3 separate regions of the Mus musculus genome follow, and all the other regions are linked to region 3. Evidence: chromatin contacts called from public HiChIP or PLAC-seq data. All regions are on one chromosome and are shown on one strand. Each heading gives the region's core, a stretch centred on a gene start, on an enhancer-like site or on the middle of the called end of the contact. The rest is flanking DNA. Distances are from core to core; before and after follow the strand shown. Region 1 overlaps Rgs6 (regulator of G-protein signaling 6). Region 2 holds the start of Papln (papilin, proteoglycan-like sulfated glycoprotein). Region 3 holds the start of Dpf3 (D4, zinc and double PHD fingers, family 3).

Region 1 (4,766 bases), core at 247-2,746, 440 kb after region 3:
CGATCAGTCATCAGTGTTCCAGTGTGGCAGACCTGCATTCATCCCATGGTTTGGTCTGGAGCCCCTTGCCATGGGCCACAGTCCCTGAACAAACTCCCTTTTACTATCTTCCTTTAAAAAGATGCACCTAGAACCAAGAGCAGCTTAGCTCACACAGGAGTGTGTAGAGAGCAGGGGAATCCCTGAGGGAGTGTGTATTATTGATGTGCCAAGGTCCCCAGTAGCTCAATTCTGTGGAGCTGGGAAAGCCTTCTTCCTGACGAGGCTCAGAAGCACAGCAAAGTCTTCTTTGTGGGGAGGGGGCGGTCCAGGTCTAAACTTCCTTTCTTAGGAGTTTACAGATGGAGACAGTCCCTTACAGAGATCTCTTACCGAGACTAGCTATCACTGCTCCCTGGGCGATACGTAACAAACACAGAGAGAGAGAGGATCTGGGTCGCCAGGGTGGTCAGTGCAGCTCCATCAGAGTACACACAGCCCCACCTGACCCAGCTTTTGGGTACTGATATCTCTGTGTTGGTTCTCATTCGTTTGCCTCTATAGTCAGGATTTTAGGATCCAGGCCTCCAGGTACATCACAGGCATGCAGGAACCCAATATCTGCAAGATTCCAAATATCTGATCTACCCACCATGTCACCCGAAGATTTCATTTTACACAGACCTCTAAACATGGCTTTATCATACTTTGATAGAAAATGGGTTCAAAGGAACAATATTTCCAGATCTGAGTCGAGAGCAGGTCTGAAACCCTGGTGTGTGTGTGTGTGTGTGTGTGTGTGTGTGTGTGTGTGTGTGTGTGTGTGTGTGTGAGGGAAAGCAGGCAGGGGAGGGTAGATTAGATTAGCAGGCTAATCGCTGCCTGGCTAGCTTCCCAGACAGGTGAATGAGATCCAACAGAGGAATTTACTGAGACACTCTTTTTTTGAGAATCAAAAATTTCAGACATTTGATCATTAGACTAGAAGTGAGATCTCTGATGGCGGGACAGCCTGGACCTTTGGTGTCTGATTTCTGTGTGGCTCAATGCCAGTGCCTTGGCGCTGCCAGGGCTTTACCCTTGTCCTCATGGGCTTTGCCTGGGGTCAGCCCTCATTGACAATTCCATTTCCTCACATGTCAGCCTCTAAGGCAAGACTAGGAAGCTTCCCACCCGAGCTTCCGGACCACATCTATGAGCCGAAACTGGATGTAAAAACACTTCAATCCGTTCCCATCCTTTGAGAGGGCGTTCACTTGTACCTCCGTGGGTACGTGTGTGCGCATGCTCATTTTCCCCCCACATCGCAGAAGTTCTGTTATTTGTTCTAGGAAATGCAGAACAAAACAGACATCAGCTAAGAACTGTAATCCCAAACTGGGGGTGGGGGAGAGACACTAACCTGTTCTTTTTTTTTTTTTTTTCCTTAAAGAAAAATAGTTCTTTTCTGTGGGTTGCCTGGAAACCGAGAGGCTTCCAGGATCACTCCGACTCTCCCCGGGGCCTGTGGATTATCTTTCCGCTGAGCTTGCTCAGCCATTATTTATCACCTGCCAAGATTGATTGCTCACTCTGGGACAATGACAGCCCTTCCTTTCCCCTGTTAATTACTGTCATCATTAATATCCATGTCACTAATTAGTATTCATTCACATTGAAACTCCTTCCCTGCTCTCCTACCCACCCTCCCCAGGCCCCAGGCCCATTGTCTGGATTTCTAACCCTCTTTGGCACTCAGTTTCTGGTCCAATTTTTCTCTGGCTCTACCAAACCCTGGTCACCTTCACTGAGCTAAAGGATAGCAATTAAGCACTTTTCTCCTCCCACTAACACTTTGGGGACCACAGAGCTGGGTTTTGTGTCCTGGTATAGTGACACTGGCAGTTGCCATGTGGGGATTAAGCTGCTATTCTTGGCTATCCTGGGTAAGGATACTTTATCTGCTGTTCCGTCACTGTCTCTCACACACAGTGGGTACCATTCTGTGGCCTGCGGCAAGCATGCTGGAGGATGCTTAGGGATGGGTCCGCTTCCCCCTCACTGCTTTTTAGGAGTGCTATTTCCTGCTTCTAAGGACTGACTGATCCACAAATGGCCTACCCCAGCTTTGGGGCTGGAAATGAACCACTGTGGTTCAGCCCCACAATAAGCAGGAAAGGCAAATATGTCATAATATTATGAAAGTGCTCCAACTAGGCATGTTATAGCCAGATGGGAACAGTCCACACAGCAACGGGAGCAAGCATTTGCTTTTAATTTTTCCTCTCTCTCCACCAACTCCAGCGACTGTCCTTTCCTTTCTCTCCACAAAAGAATTTGAAGAAGATTCATTTCTGTTTCATCGGAAAATAACTGCTGCCTTCTGTTTCCACTGTTGGTTTTTAGAGCTTACCTTTGTAAGACGCCCTGCAGGGACTTACAGACTGATAACACGGCACAGTGTAACACACACAGCGGAGTTACTCTGTTCCCTAGAGCCCAAGACACTGACCTAGAAGCTGTCTTCCTGAGGCCAATTGCATCTCTCTCTCTCTCTCTTTCTGTGTTATGTACATGCTATGTGGGTGCGTGTACAAGTATTTTACACATGCATTTGTATGTCAGAGATGAATGCACACACCTCCTTCAGCTACTCTTTACGTCATTCTTGAGACAGGGCCTCTCTCTCTCTCTGTCTCTGTTTCTGTCTCTGTCTCTCTCTCTGAGACAGGATTTCTCTGTGTAGCCCTGGCTGTCCTGGAACTCACTCTGTAGACCAGGCTGACCTCAAACTTGGAGATTCGTCTTCTTCTGCCTCCTGAAAAGTAAGGTTTCTTATTGAATCTGGAGCTCATCTACTCAGCTACGCTGTCTGTCTGTCTGTCTGTCCAGTGAGCTACAGGAATCTACCTATGTCTGTTTTCCCAGTACAGGAATTATAGGCTCATGGTCATACCCAGCTTTAAGTGGGTTCTAGAGATCTGAACTCATGTCTCACACTTGTGTGACAAACACCTTAGCAACTGAGCCATCACTCCAGCACCACTAAAAGTAATTTAACAACTCACAATACAGGAATATGCATTACACCAGAGTACTCAAGAACCTTCCACTGCTTGCGTACTGTATCCCTGTATGTAAGAATATGTTTATGACCAGCAGTTACATGCTGTGCTTCATGTGTGCTGTAGTATGCCTTTCTACTGTATCTTTTACATATAAACATATTTATTGAAAGGGCATCAGTATAAAATTCTTCTAACAAGAAAGGAAGTAAACCATGACTCATTCATGCAATAAATATTTATTGAACTACTATTCTGATTGGAAAATACCACATCAACCAAGAATACTGTCCTAGCCAGGGTTTCTATTCCTGCACACACATCATGACCAAGAAGCAAGTTGTGGAGGAAATGGTTTATTCAGCTTACACTTCCACCTTGCTGTTTATCACTAAAGGAAGTCAGGACTGGAACTCAAGCAGGTCAGGAAGCAGGAGCTGATGCAGAGGCCATGGAGGGATGTTTCTTACTGGCTTTCTTCCCCTGGCTTGCTCAGCTTGCTCTCTTATAGAACCCAAGACTACCAGCCCAGGGATGGTCCCAACCACAGTGGGGCCTCCTTCCTTGATCACCAACAGAGAAAATGCTCCACAGCTGGATGTCATGGAGGCATTTCCTCAACGGAAGCTCCTTTCTCTGTGATAACTCCAGCCTGTGTCAAGTTGACACACAAAACTAGCCAGTACAAATATATAGGGTGAAATGATATTCTTTACAGCAGAAAAATTCCTATTTTATTAATCACACACATATATAAGCACATACAGACATGAAAAAGAACAGTTCTGGAAATAATGTGTTAACTTTAGGCTATCTTGGACAAAGGAGAGTTATCAAACTATTCATTTCTGAACTATTTTAAGCTCACAGAACATTCTATATGCTTTACAAAGAAATACTTTTTATTTTCAATAGTGGAGAGGCAAGAAGTAGCCTCTTGCTAAGTATGGTGGTACACACCTTTAATCCTAGCAGGGGCAGAGGCAGGCAAATCTGTGAATTCAAGACTAGCCTGTTCTACAGAATGGGTTCTAGGACAATCAAGGTTACACAGAGAAAGAAACCGTGTCTCGAAAAACAAACAAACAAACAAACAAACAAACAAACAAACAAACCAGCCTTATAGACCAAAGTAGATGGAAGTAAAAGGGACTCGGAGTAGCTTCTTCTGTTTTGGAAAACCGGATATCAGTGAACAAAGACAGGTGTTGCTGGGCTAGGACTTTGTTGTTGATACTTGTTTTGAGACAGGGTCTCCTGTAGCCCAGGCTGGCCTGTAACTGGGATGACCAAACTCCTGGGGGCTGGGATTACTGCAGCTATCACATCCAGTTTATGCAGTGCTGGGGGGTCAAACTTGGGGCTTCAAGGATGTTAGGTGAGCATCCTACCAACTGGACCTCATCTCCAGACTCAGTTTTGCCTTGACAGGTCAGTAAAGGGCATCTCAGTCATGATACTGGATCGCTGCCTTTGAACTTGCCACACACTCTGGCCATCTGTTGTCTCTGGAACTACAAGTGGACTTCAATAGACACCACGGGGATGTTCATCAAAGTCCTGCATCAGGAGAGGCAGCCCGAATTCCTTATTTGTGTCTGTTTATGTACTTGGTAGAATAAGACTCAGTGACCTCTCATGTTTAGCTCCATGCTGTGTGAACTCTAGGTAAATACGAACTAGATTTGAGTGAGGAAAGTCTTAATAGTAACTTAGCAAGCATATGAAGCAAAAAGGCACAGT
Region 2 (5,158 bases), core at 2,421-4,920, 280 kb before region 3:
AGGGCTATAGGCTGGCACAGATGACACGCCAGAAGAACGTGAGGAAGCGGGGCTGCAGCCCACTAATGGCCTGACAGAGGGCAGAAGTCACTGAAAACCCTGCTATGCTGTTACAGAACTGAGTTTGCAATCAAAGTAACCTGACTGTTCAGCTCAGTAAGAATTTAAAAGGCCAGCCTTTAATCCCAGCACTTGGGAGGCAGAGGCAGGTGGATTTCTGAGTTCGAGGGTATGAGCTTTTGGGGGGCTGCCCCGTGCCGACCACTATCACCCACTCCTTTGCCTGCCCTTTTCATCTCCACCCATATTACTATAGAGGCAGCACTGTCCCTTCTCCTCCCCAGGGTAGCAGTCCTAGCTCTTTGAGACTTTTGAGTCCTAGCTCATTTGGGCCTGCCTGAGGGATGGGCAAGACTGTGGTCTCCCTTGTGGGGTGATTTTTAGGGTAGAATGGGGCCTGTGTTCTCTGTTCTGCTCAGCACCCAGCTCTGCAGATCCCTCTGTCCCCAAAGGGTCCCTGTCTGGCCTTATGGCTCCAAGAAGCCTTGTTCCTTGGGCTTCCCTCATGAAAACTGATACCTGATCACCATTCAGCTTCCAGAATCCACCCTCGAGGTTTGCTCTAACCTGATAGCCATAGCCACCTCTAGTTCGAATTAAGCTCAAATCAACGCCAAAAGCTCCTTGGTTGTGCACATTTCAACTGTCCAAGAAACACATGGACCTTGTGGCCGCCTCCTGAACCTCAAAGAGAGGGAGAACATTTCAGCCATCTCCTTCAGGCAGAGGTTGGTGGGCTGTTCCCGGCGGCACATCTTTTCTCAATTAAAGGGAAGACGTCATGGTGAACGTTCTGTGACATTAGCCAGAGCCCAGTAGACTGGACTCCTCCTCAGCAGGCAGGAGAGCTAAGAGGAAACATTGGCTCCTGCAGACTGCCGTGTCCAGTTAGGGACCTAAGCACTCCAGTCAGATCTCCATGGTGCAGGAGCTGGGGAGCTGTCGGCTCAATTCTTCTCGCCAAGTCACACTGCTCTTCTCCCTCCTCTCCTGAAGGAACCTCCCAGGCCCTGACAGGGCTGCACTCACCCAAGACCCTGGAGTGGAGGTCAGCAGCAGCGAGAACAGGAGAGGGAACAGCTGCATCTCTGCCTGCAGGAGAAGCCACTGGTTAGAGCCAGAGGGGACATCACAGCTACCCAGAGTGGTGGGTGAGTCGCATAGTCTTGCTATGTGTGTCACATGTTCCTCCCACTGGGCTTGCTGGGAGCGCCACCGTGGTCACTAAACTACACGCCATGCCACTCACTCAGGAGGAAGAGGCCTGTTTGACAGCAGACAGAAGCCCAGGAAGAATTTGTTTGGGAGTTCCAGGGGGCAGAAGAGTCACTGAAAACCCTGCTATGCTGTTACAGAACTGAGTCTGCAATCAAAGTAACCTGACTGTTCAGCTCAGTAAGAATTTAAAAGGCTGGGCTGGCGAGATGGCTCAGTGGTTAAGAGCGCCGACTGCTCTTCCGAAGGTCCCGAGTTCAAATCCCAGCAACCACATGGTGGCTCACAACCATCCGTAACGAAATCTGATACCCTCTTCTGGGGTGTCTGAAGACAGCTACAGTGTACTTACATATAATAAATAAATAAATAAATAAATAAATCTTTTTAAAAAAAAAAAAAAAAAGAATTTAAAAGGCCAGCCTTTAATCCCAGCACTTGGGAGGCAGAGGCAGGTGGATTTCTGAGTTCGAGGCCAGCCTGGTATACAAACAGCCAAGGCTACACAGAGAAACCCTGTCTTGAAAAACAAAAACAAAAACAAAAGAATTTAAAAGGCCGTTTCATTCCCTTTAAAGACAACTAATAAAAATAGATTTGCAGACAGGTTTTCATTACTCAAATTAAGTGGTGTGTGTGTGTATGCGCGCGCATGTGTGGTGTGAGTGTGAGTGTGTGGTGTTGCGTGGGTGTGAAGACCAGGGTTGATCACTGGTGTCCTCCACAGCTGCTCGGCTCCCTTACTTTTTGAGACAATGTCTTTGAACCCATAGCTCTGCTTTTTCTACTAGGCTGGCTGGCCAATTAGGTAGGAGGGATCCGCCTCCTCTCTCCTCCCACCCAGGGCTGGGGTTACAGAGCTTGCTGCAGGTCTGAATGCTTGCACAGCAAACAGTTCACTGACAGAGCCATCTTCCCAGCCCCCCACTACCCAAAAATAGTCCCAGCTACTGAGATGCTGGATACCCATTCACTACAATACCACTAGAGCCCAGGAGTTCAAGGCCAGTCTGGACAAAAAGGCTCAGCCCAAATTCAACTGCTTTTAAAATCTAAGTGCAAATCTTGGGGTACATGCTTAACTATGCCGAGACCCCTCAGCACCCATCCATGTTCTCTCTCTCTCTCTCTCTCTCTCTCTCTCTCTCTCTCTCTCTCTCTCTCTTCCTGTTTTAAAACCAAAAAGCCAACCCTTGCCTGCACAGGATCACCTCCTTCAGTCTTCACAAGGAGAGTACGCCCGCTTGAACCCAGAGTTGTGTGTAGGGTGTGCACATGTGCGGGCATAGCACTCTTATGAGCATGCGCACATTAGGTGTCTGCATAGTGCGGGGTGTGCTCGCGTGTGTGCACATGTTTCTGTATCAGAGACACGTAAGCAGTGTGCAGTTCAGTACAGGACATTAAACAAGCGCTGACAGGTATGTTAATGTTAAAATCTGTAATTCTAACTGATGTTCTGAATTCTTTTTACAATAAAACAACTTGCAGTCGTTTTATAGGTATGAAATATCGCGTTCAAAAGCCACGTTCAGCAAAGTTTACACCAGCATACGCATGGATGTAAGCCCTGGCTAATTTGTCACAGTCAGCAAGTCATTCTAATCACAGACTGCTGGGGAGAAGGTTGGAAGGGGGTCTAGTGCGCACTTGAGATGTGGGGATGCTGGGGGCAGCAGAGATCAAGGACTGACTGATGACGGGACTGGGAGGCGGGCGGGCGGACTAGCCTGAATGATGAACGTGACCAGAGGGAGACTGAAGAACTCAAGAGCTCCAGTCACTACTGCAGGCGCTGCCCAGACCTGCGACCTAGTGTGTCTGCGATTCCAAAGTCCGGAAAGCTTGATAATGTTCCTTCCTTCAACCTAAGGCCACCCGTGCGGGTCAGGATGACTCTTCCAAACCTGACCTGGGCTGGTGCCCTGTGACCCCAGGGGCACTGAGGCGCGGTTCCTACGGGGGCCCTGGGTGCCTGGCAGGTGCTGGCTGTGGCCTGGAACATCGCCAGGAAGTGCGCTGGCTCTGCAGGCTTCACCCGGGCAGTACAGAGGAGGCGGGGGCGGGGGGGGGGGTATGCTGTTCCAGGAGAAGAGCAGCTGGACTGCGGGGACCCGATTACCCGCCACTCCCCACCCCGGGCTCCAGATGTAGAGCTGAGACCCTCCTCAGTGCTCACGCAGCCACCTCACAGCCAGATCTCCCATGGTCTCTCACTTCCACGCCAACCACTACCTACAGGAGCCAGGCGGGGCAGAGGCCTTCAGATGCCCGGGGCGTGCCCTGCCCAAGGCGCCCGCTTGCCTTCCTACCTGTCTCTTGAAGCCCTGGAGCCGCCTTATCGGTGCCCAGCCTGGGTCAACTGTCAACTTCTCCAGCACCGACTACGAAAGCCAGGGGAGGGGAGGTTGGACTTTCTTTCCCCGCGGCTGGCTGGTTTCCTCCCCGCCCCATCTTCCCCCACCCAGTCGGCTGACACCCACCTCCAATCCCTGAAGGAGCACGGTGCCCCCACCGAGAGGCCCCGGGTACCCAGCATTGCCCCATGCCTCCTCCTTTTGGGTTCCTGCCAAGGCTTTGCTTATTCTTAAAACCTGTGGGCTCTGGGTCTTGGGTCTGAGCCAGCCACCTTTTCAGTCCCACTTCCGGTGCCCCAAGCTCTCCAGGTCTTTGTCAAAACCCCTCCTCGCTACACCAATCTCGCACCGACACACCTGGGTGTCCAACCACCTTCTGAATTTTATACTTTGGCTACAATCAGTTCACATTCACAGACAGACAGACAGACAGACAGACAGACAGACAGACAGACAGGAGAGAGAGAGAGAGAGAGAGAGAGAGAGAGAGAGAGAGAGAGAGAGATTCCCCATCACTATGAATTTACCTCATCCCTTTCCCGCTTTTGAAGCCTCTCCACTCACTCCATCCTGATCCTAGCGGCTGCAATTCCAATGGAGCATGGCAGTAAAAATCTGTGTAGATCGGCTGTGAGTTGAGGCTGGGTAACCACTGTAGCCACAGCCCTGGGCACCAGCTAGCATCAGAGCTATAGGCTCTTACCACTTCCACTTGTGGCAAATTTAATTTCCTTCCTGCTTTTACACCACCACCACCACAGTACCCCCCCCCTCCACACACACACAAATCAAGACATTTCCTTGCCAAACATTCCTTTTCAGAAAACAGAGTTTATTCATCCCTAGAAAAGGGCCTTGGCCCCGGGCCTGTGGAGGTCACAGAAAGAAGCGGGGCTCCTTGCTGACCCTGACCCTGTCACTTCTCTGGCTTTTCTGCCTCCTTCAGAGTTGGGTTGGTGTTTGCACTGAGGGAAGCAGGAAGCTCTTTATATTTCCCAGTGCAGGAGGGGACAGAGACCTGGTTTCAGGGCCCAGGAACACGGGGATTCTTGGATAAAGATGAACTTGGCAGCAAAGGGAGTGATGTGACTTAGAACCTCCCTAGAAAAGGAAAATGTTTCTTCACTCACAATCGACACACACACACACCGCACCACCACCACCCCCCCCACCCCCGCCTCCATCTCCGACCTTCCTGAACTAGGTCAAAGGTCCTTGTTAAAAAAAAAAACGGCAGGAAAAGGTTTCTCCTACTGCAGAAGGCTGGGGCAGCTACGAAGCAACCTTTTCTGATGGTTTTGGTTTGAGGGCTCCTTTTCAGATGCCTGGACTTGGACCCTTTTGTTCTGCCTCAGGGCAGCATCTCTCGGAGCCTAGGCTGGCCTCCGTGTGCAGCATAGGATGATTTCCTGAGTGCCGCGGTTATAGATCCTATGCCCAGCTCATGTAGTCCTAGACGTCAAAGCCAGGGCTCCATGCATGCTGGACACACATTCTAACCAACTGACTGAACCCCAGTCCAGATC
Region 3 (4,570 bases), core at 368-2,867:
AAGCCAAGGCAATACGATTTGGGGGGGGGGCGTGGGGAGACAGGGAGATGAGACTGGGTTTCCATGTTGGGGGGTGGGTATCCATATGTAGTTCAGGCTGGTTTTGAACTTTAAGGGAGCACCATTGTACCTGGTTCTGTTTAGAATTCATTAATGCCAGTTTTCTCAACATGAGACTCTGTAACGAGAAGAGAGGGTGGGAGAACATCACCCTACTAGGCAAACAAAGAGTTAAATATTTCCAGTCTGCACGCACAGACTCACTCAGCTTTGCTGGGCTTATCTGTAACTCTAATAGTGAATGGAGCTGGAATCTGAAAGTTCTGGACTGCTTTGTAATTGTATTTTACTTTATTCATCGAGAGTCGTAAAAGGCGAGAGCAGGTGGAATTGTGAACTGCAATTCAGCATCTCTCGGTTTCCTTTTCACTTCCCAGCCCCCAGCTATTTGACCTGATTAAACAGCCAAGGGGGCCATAGCCCGGCTTCTATAAGCTAACGATGCCTGTGCCCTCTAAGTGATTTCATGAGTTTTCGCCCACTCCGAGTCTCCCTGTGCTCCGTGGAAGTCTGAGTTCGCAGAAGTCTCTCAGTTTCTTCTGGGGTTTATCAGATTCTGAGCAGCCGCATACTGGGGAAGCCAGGAGTCACGTCTGAACATTCACTTGCAAATTCTTTTCACCTCCTATCTTAGTCCAGAAAGGTGACGCCTGAATTCTCAGAGCCGTTCCCAGAGGGGACTCAGGCAACACCTACCTCAGGCTCTAACAATTTTTGCATAGTTACTGACTTCCCTAGCTGCGTTTCCTAAAGTTGCCTCAAAATTTCCCCAACCTTCTGCCTAAAAAGCGCCAGGTCTCACTTCGCTCCCAAGCTGGCCATGTCAGATCAGTGTGAATCGTTGACAGTGGAGAACGGTGGTCGTAGGGGACCGCGCGGAGTGACCACCCGTGAATTACGTAACAAAAGCCGTGGCTGTCCGCAAGCCTGACACTGAGACATTCCAGGAGGAAGGGAGTTGCTGTCCTGGACTCTCCAGTTCTCAGAAACCGCCCGGGGAAGGTGGCTGAGATCAAGAAAACACTTCGGGAACAAGAATATTGAACAGCCGCGGAACCCAGAACATTATTAGCAAACAGTGGAACACGAGTAGTAATTTCTTGGAGGAAACTGCAGCCTTCCAACTTTTTGCACTGCAACACGGTGGTGTACAAGGAGCTCGGGGGTTAAAAACCGTGATTTACAAAGCCCAGAGCTAATGAATGGGGTTAAGTGGTTTTGTTGGCACTATGTAAATATTCTTGTCCAGGAGCGCAAACTCTGCAGTTATTTAGCAAAGTAGGGACTCCAACTAAGCGAGAATGCTCTCCCATGTTGTCTCCACGAGTTCCAATCTAAAAGGGCGCTACTAACACGGTACTGCCCCTTTAAGACCTGCTCGCTCTCGGGCTCTACAAAAGGGAGTGACCTCTGGGCTTTGACAGCTCCCCTAATAACTACCACCACGCAGGCCCCGCCCACTTGGCGACCAGCCGCGCCGATTGGCCGGTAGGCCGGTATCCCGTGCTCTGATTGGCCTGCCGCTTCCCCTGAGCGAACCTTTAGAACTCTGAGACAGACAATATTCTGTTACATTGTAGCAAAATGGCGACTGTCATTCACAACCCCCTGAAAGCGTAAGTAAGACTAAAAAATGTACATATTCCGCGTGGTTTCAATATGAAAAAAAGGCGCCTTGTGGAGCGCAGCCGGCGCCCGGCTCTCGCAGACACCTCCCGCTGCGCCCGGGCTCCTCTTTTCTTCCTGCTCTTACTTCTTCATCTTTTTTTTTCCTCCCAGCGCGCAGAAATGTCAGGAGATGCAATTAACAAAAAGAAAATTGTTACATTTGTGTTCTGCTTAATTGGCTGACCGGGACCGGGAGGGAACACAGAGCGGCGGCGCCGGCTCAGGAGCTGCGGGGGTCGTGAGCAGCCCGGGTCTTCACGGTTCTCGGAGTCCCCTGCCTCTCCCGGCGCCGCGCGGAGCTGGCTGAGGCTGGCCAGAGCGCGGGGTTGGCTGAGCCTGGCCGGAGCGCGGGGCAGAGACCGCGTCGTGCGCTCGGCTGAGCCCTGCACTCCAAGCCCGAACCTTCCCGGCCCCGCTGCTCGTCCACCCAGGCGGGCAGACGGACCGCAGCGGCTGCGGAGTTTTGCAGGGCGTTCGCTCTGCCTTCCGAGCTCTCGCAGGGAGTTTGTGTAAACCTTCCGGAGTTGGGAGGACAGCGCGCGGAGCGGCGGGTCCCGGGAGTCCTGGGGCCCAGGTGCTTGCCCCGGGCTTTTCCACTCCGGCAGCCGGGGATCAGGCAGGCGCTCCGGGCGGTCGCCGGTGTGTCTGTGTATTTGTAGGCTAACTGGCTCTAGTAAATTAACGATCCGGGTTAACTTGGGGTTGATATGGAGGCAGGGAAACTGCAGGTCTTATAAATGGTGTGCTTGCCTGCTCTGGGTGAAAAGCCGAGGCGGTGGAGGCGGCGGTGGAGGGCTCTGGCGACAGCGAGGGGCAGGTGCCTCCCGGAGACTTTGAGCGGACACAGGGGGGCGGGCTGCGCAAGGACTCGCGGGGGCCGGTTCCCGATCGGAGCTGCCTGCCCGCCGGTCTTCCTTCCTTCCTTCCTTCCTTCCTTCCTTCCTTCCTTCCTTCCTTCTTCCAGTCGGTGGACTGAATATGAAGCCGCAAGTCCGCGGGTGATCGCGGAGCCGGGGGTGGCCTCGGAAAACTAGTGTGGCTCTCAAGGGGCGCTATTGGCAGGCATGTTGGCAGAGGGTGGATCCTTGGGAATCGCGGCGCGGCGTGGGCACCCAGTGGGTGCCCGGTGTACTAGGACTTCCCCGCCCTGATGAAAGCCAGTGGGAGTCGGAGGGTGAGCGTGGGTGTTTAGTGCCAATTCTTCCCGGTGTGTGTCAGTGGTCGATCTTGGCTCTTTTAGCTGCGCGCTACAGCGTCCCTGGCTATGGGAGTCGAAAACACCGTTCGCTTTGGGGAGCAGCAGGGCGGCGGCGAGAGAGTGTGCGTGGGATTCCTAGTGCCAAGAAACCCGTAGGGAGAACCCGCTGCGTTTGCACCAGCCAACAACCAGGAATAGGGCAGGGATGTCCCAGATCTTGGAGTTTCCATGAGATATTGCTGTAAAGACGGAGGCTGAGCTTGATGCGAGTTCCTGGCTCCCGTTCTCGTTCGGAAGCTCAGCTACTTTGCACTCGCGACAGCGTCTCACCGAAGAGAGAAATTGTTTTATGGCAGAAGAAATGGGCGTAACTTCCCCGCTCCTCGCCGACTCCCGCCGCCACACCGCTGGGGCTGGGAGTTTCTCCAGAACCCACACACAGCTGATTTGCAATTTCCTCATTTCCAGCCGAAATCACGTAGCCGAGCTGATGCTGCTTGGTAAACTCAAGTCGGAGAGATCTATTTGCTATGTGTACAGGGTTCTTCATTGGCAAAGCGGCATCCTTGATGCCCGGGAGCGGGCTTACGCTCGGGCGCGCGCAGGAGCTCCACACTCCTGGGTCCCCCAGATCTTTCCACTTTTTTTTTTTTTTTCCACAGAAGAGTGCATGTATAAGAAATTGTGGGGGAGAAGGAACAGAGAAGCTAGAAGGTGGCCAATCAGTTAATAGAACTAGTTCAGATTTACACTTGTATCCCTTAATAATTGGAAATACTTGCCGTGGGATGCATTTGTAACTCCGTCTTGGCTCACGCACGCGGACGCTCACACAACACCCCTGTCTGCCTTTCCTCAGAGGAAGTCGAATGGTCACTTATAATTAGCCGCCCCCTTTTGCATCCAGTCCTCTTCCCCTGAGGGCTAAGGGTGTAAATAATAACCCCAATCGGTCAAGCTATTTGCACCCTGGACATTTTAAAAACTCCGCACGCAGGAGCACACACATCGTTACCGGGAGACTGAGGCCATCTGCTTTATTATTATTATTATAAAAACAACTTGTTTAATAAAACATCTTATACATGCCATTTGTTTCTAGAAGTTGCTGATCAGGAAACAAAACACACGTGAATAAATTATGCATGGGCCAAATTAGAACAAAGCATAGCAACCCAGCAAGCTGAAGGGATGGATGGGGGGGGGGCAGGGAGGAGGAGGAGTGAGGAGAATGGCTTGGAGAGCTTATGTGTTTATCCTTGTGTGCCCCTCCTGACAATGAACCGGAGCTCCAAACTGCATTAGCATTTTCTCCGGGTGCAAGCAGTCTTTCTCGTCTTAAAAAGGCAACATCACGGACGCCCCCTACAGAAGAAACTGGTCACACAAAGATTTCCTCTTGGGCCTGGGGATAAGCAGCAGTAGTTACGGTGTTGGGAAGAAGCCAGCTCGGGTTTCTTTCATGCCACCCTGTGTAGGGCTATGCCTTAGACTGTGGGTCACTTTTCATCTCGCTAGCTTTTTTTCCACGTGGGGCATTCAATTATTCAATTCGCTGGATGACTGGATGGCTCAACTTGAATTTCTTTGCTTTGCGTGGGTTGGGGGTGTCTTCTGTAAGGTCCCAAGCGCCTGAAAACAGCC

Evidence for each region. HiChIP or PLAC-seq counts read pairs in DNA pulled down with a chosen protein or histone mark.
Region 1: a contact with region 3 is called in an H3K4me3 HiChIP or PLAC-seq map of embryonic basal ganglia, with 7 times the contacts expected there. The contact joins the enhancer-like site here to the promoter of Dpf3 in region 3. A contact is called at or near these places in 2 of 39 promoter capture datasets (both in embryonic stem cells), 1 of 15 datasets of contacts at CTCF or cohesin (large pre-B cells), 5 of 484 Hi-C or Micro-C datasets (the HL-1 cell line, bone marrow-derived dendritic cells, embryonic stem cells and 2 more), 15 of 115 datasets of contacts at active chromatin or transcription factors (craniofacial prominence, embryonic basal ganglia, embryonic forebrain and 10 more) and 3 of 9 other capture datasets (adipose tissue, liver and pancreatic islet).
Region 2: a contact with region 3 is called in an H3K4me3 HiChIP or PLAC-seq map of embryonic stem cells, with 4 times the contacts expected there. The contact joins the promoter of Papln here to the promoter of Dpf3 in region 3. A contact is called at or near these places in 1 of 15 datasets of contacts at CTCF or cohesin (embryonic stem cells), 2 of 484 Hi-C or Micro-C datasets (both in embryonic stem cells) and 1 of 115 datasets of contacts at active chromatin or transcription factors (embryonic stem cells).

The regions. Positions count from the first base shown.
Region 1 is chr12:83,041,566-83,046,331 of GRCm38.p6, reverse strand. All of the region lies in intron 3 of Rgs6 (regulator of G-protein signaling 6), which reads right to left. Among named protein-coding and RNA genes, the nearest start is that of Gm31187, 39 kb to the left of the region's middle. Within about 2 kb of position 1,496, at least 39 of the 459 cell types and tissues checked have an H3K27ac peak or open chromatin away from gene starts, as enhancers often do. A contact at or near this core is called in embryonic basal ganglia, forebrain, neural progenitor cells and 2 more, where this site is marked.
Region 2 is chr12:83,762,146-83,767,303 of GRCm38.p6, reverse strand. It overlaps Papln (papilin, proteoglycan-like sulfated glycoprotein), which reads right to left and starts at 3,670. Exons shown (of 27, transcript NM_130887.3): 1 at 3,588-3,670; 2 at 1,090-1,152. The coding sequence starts at 1,146.
Region 3 is chr12:83,484,783-83,489,352 of GRCm38.p6, reverse strand. Dpf3 (D4, zinc and double PHD fingers, family 3) reads left to right here and starts at 1,617. Exons shown (of 11, transcript NM_001267625.1): 1 at 1,617-1,676. The coding sequence starts at 1,645.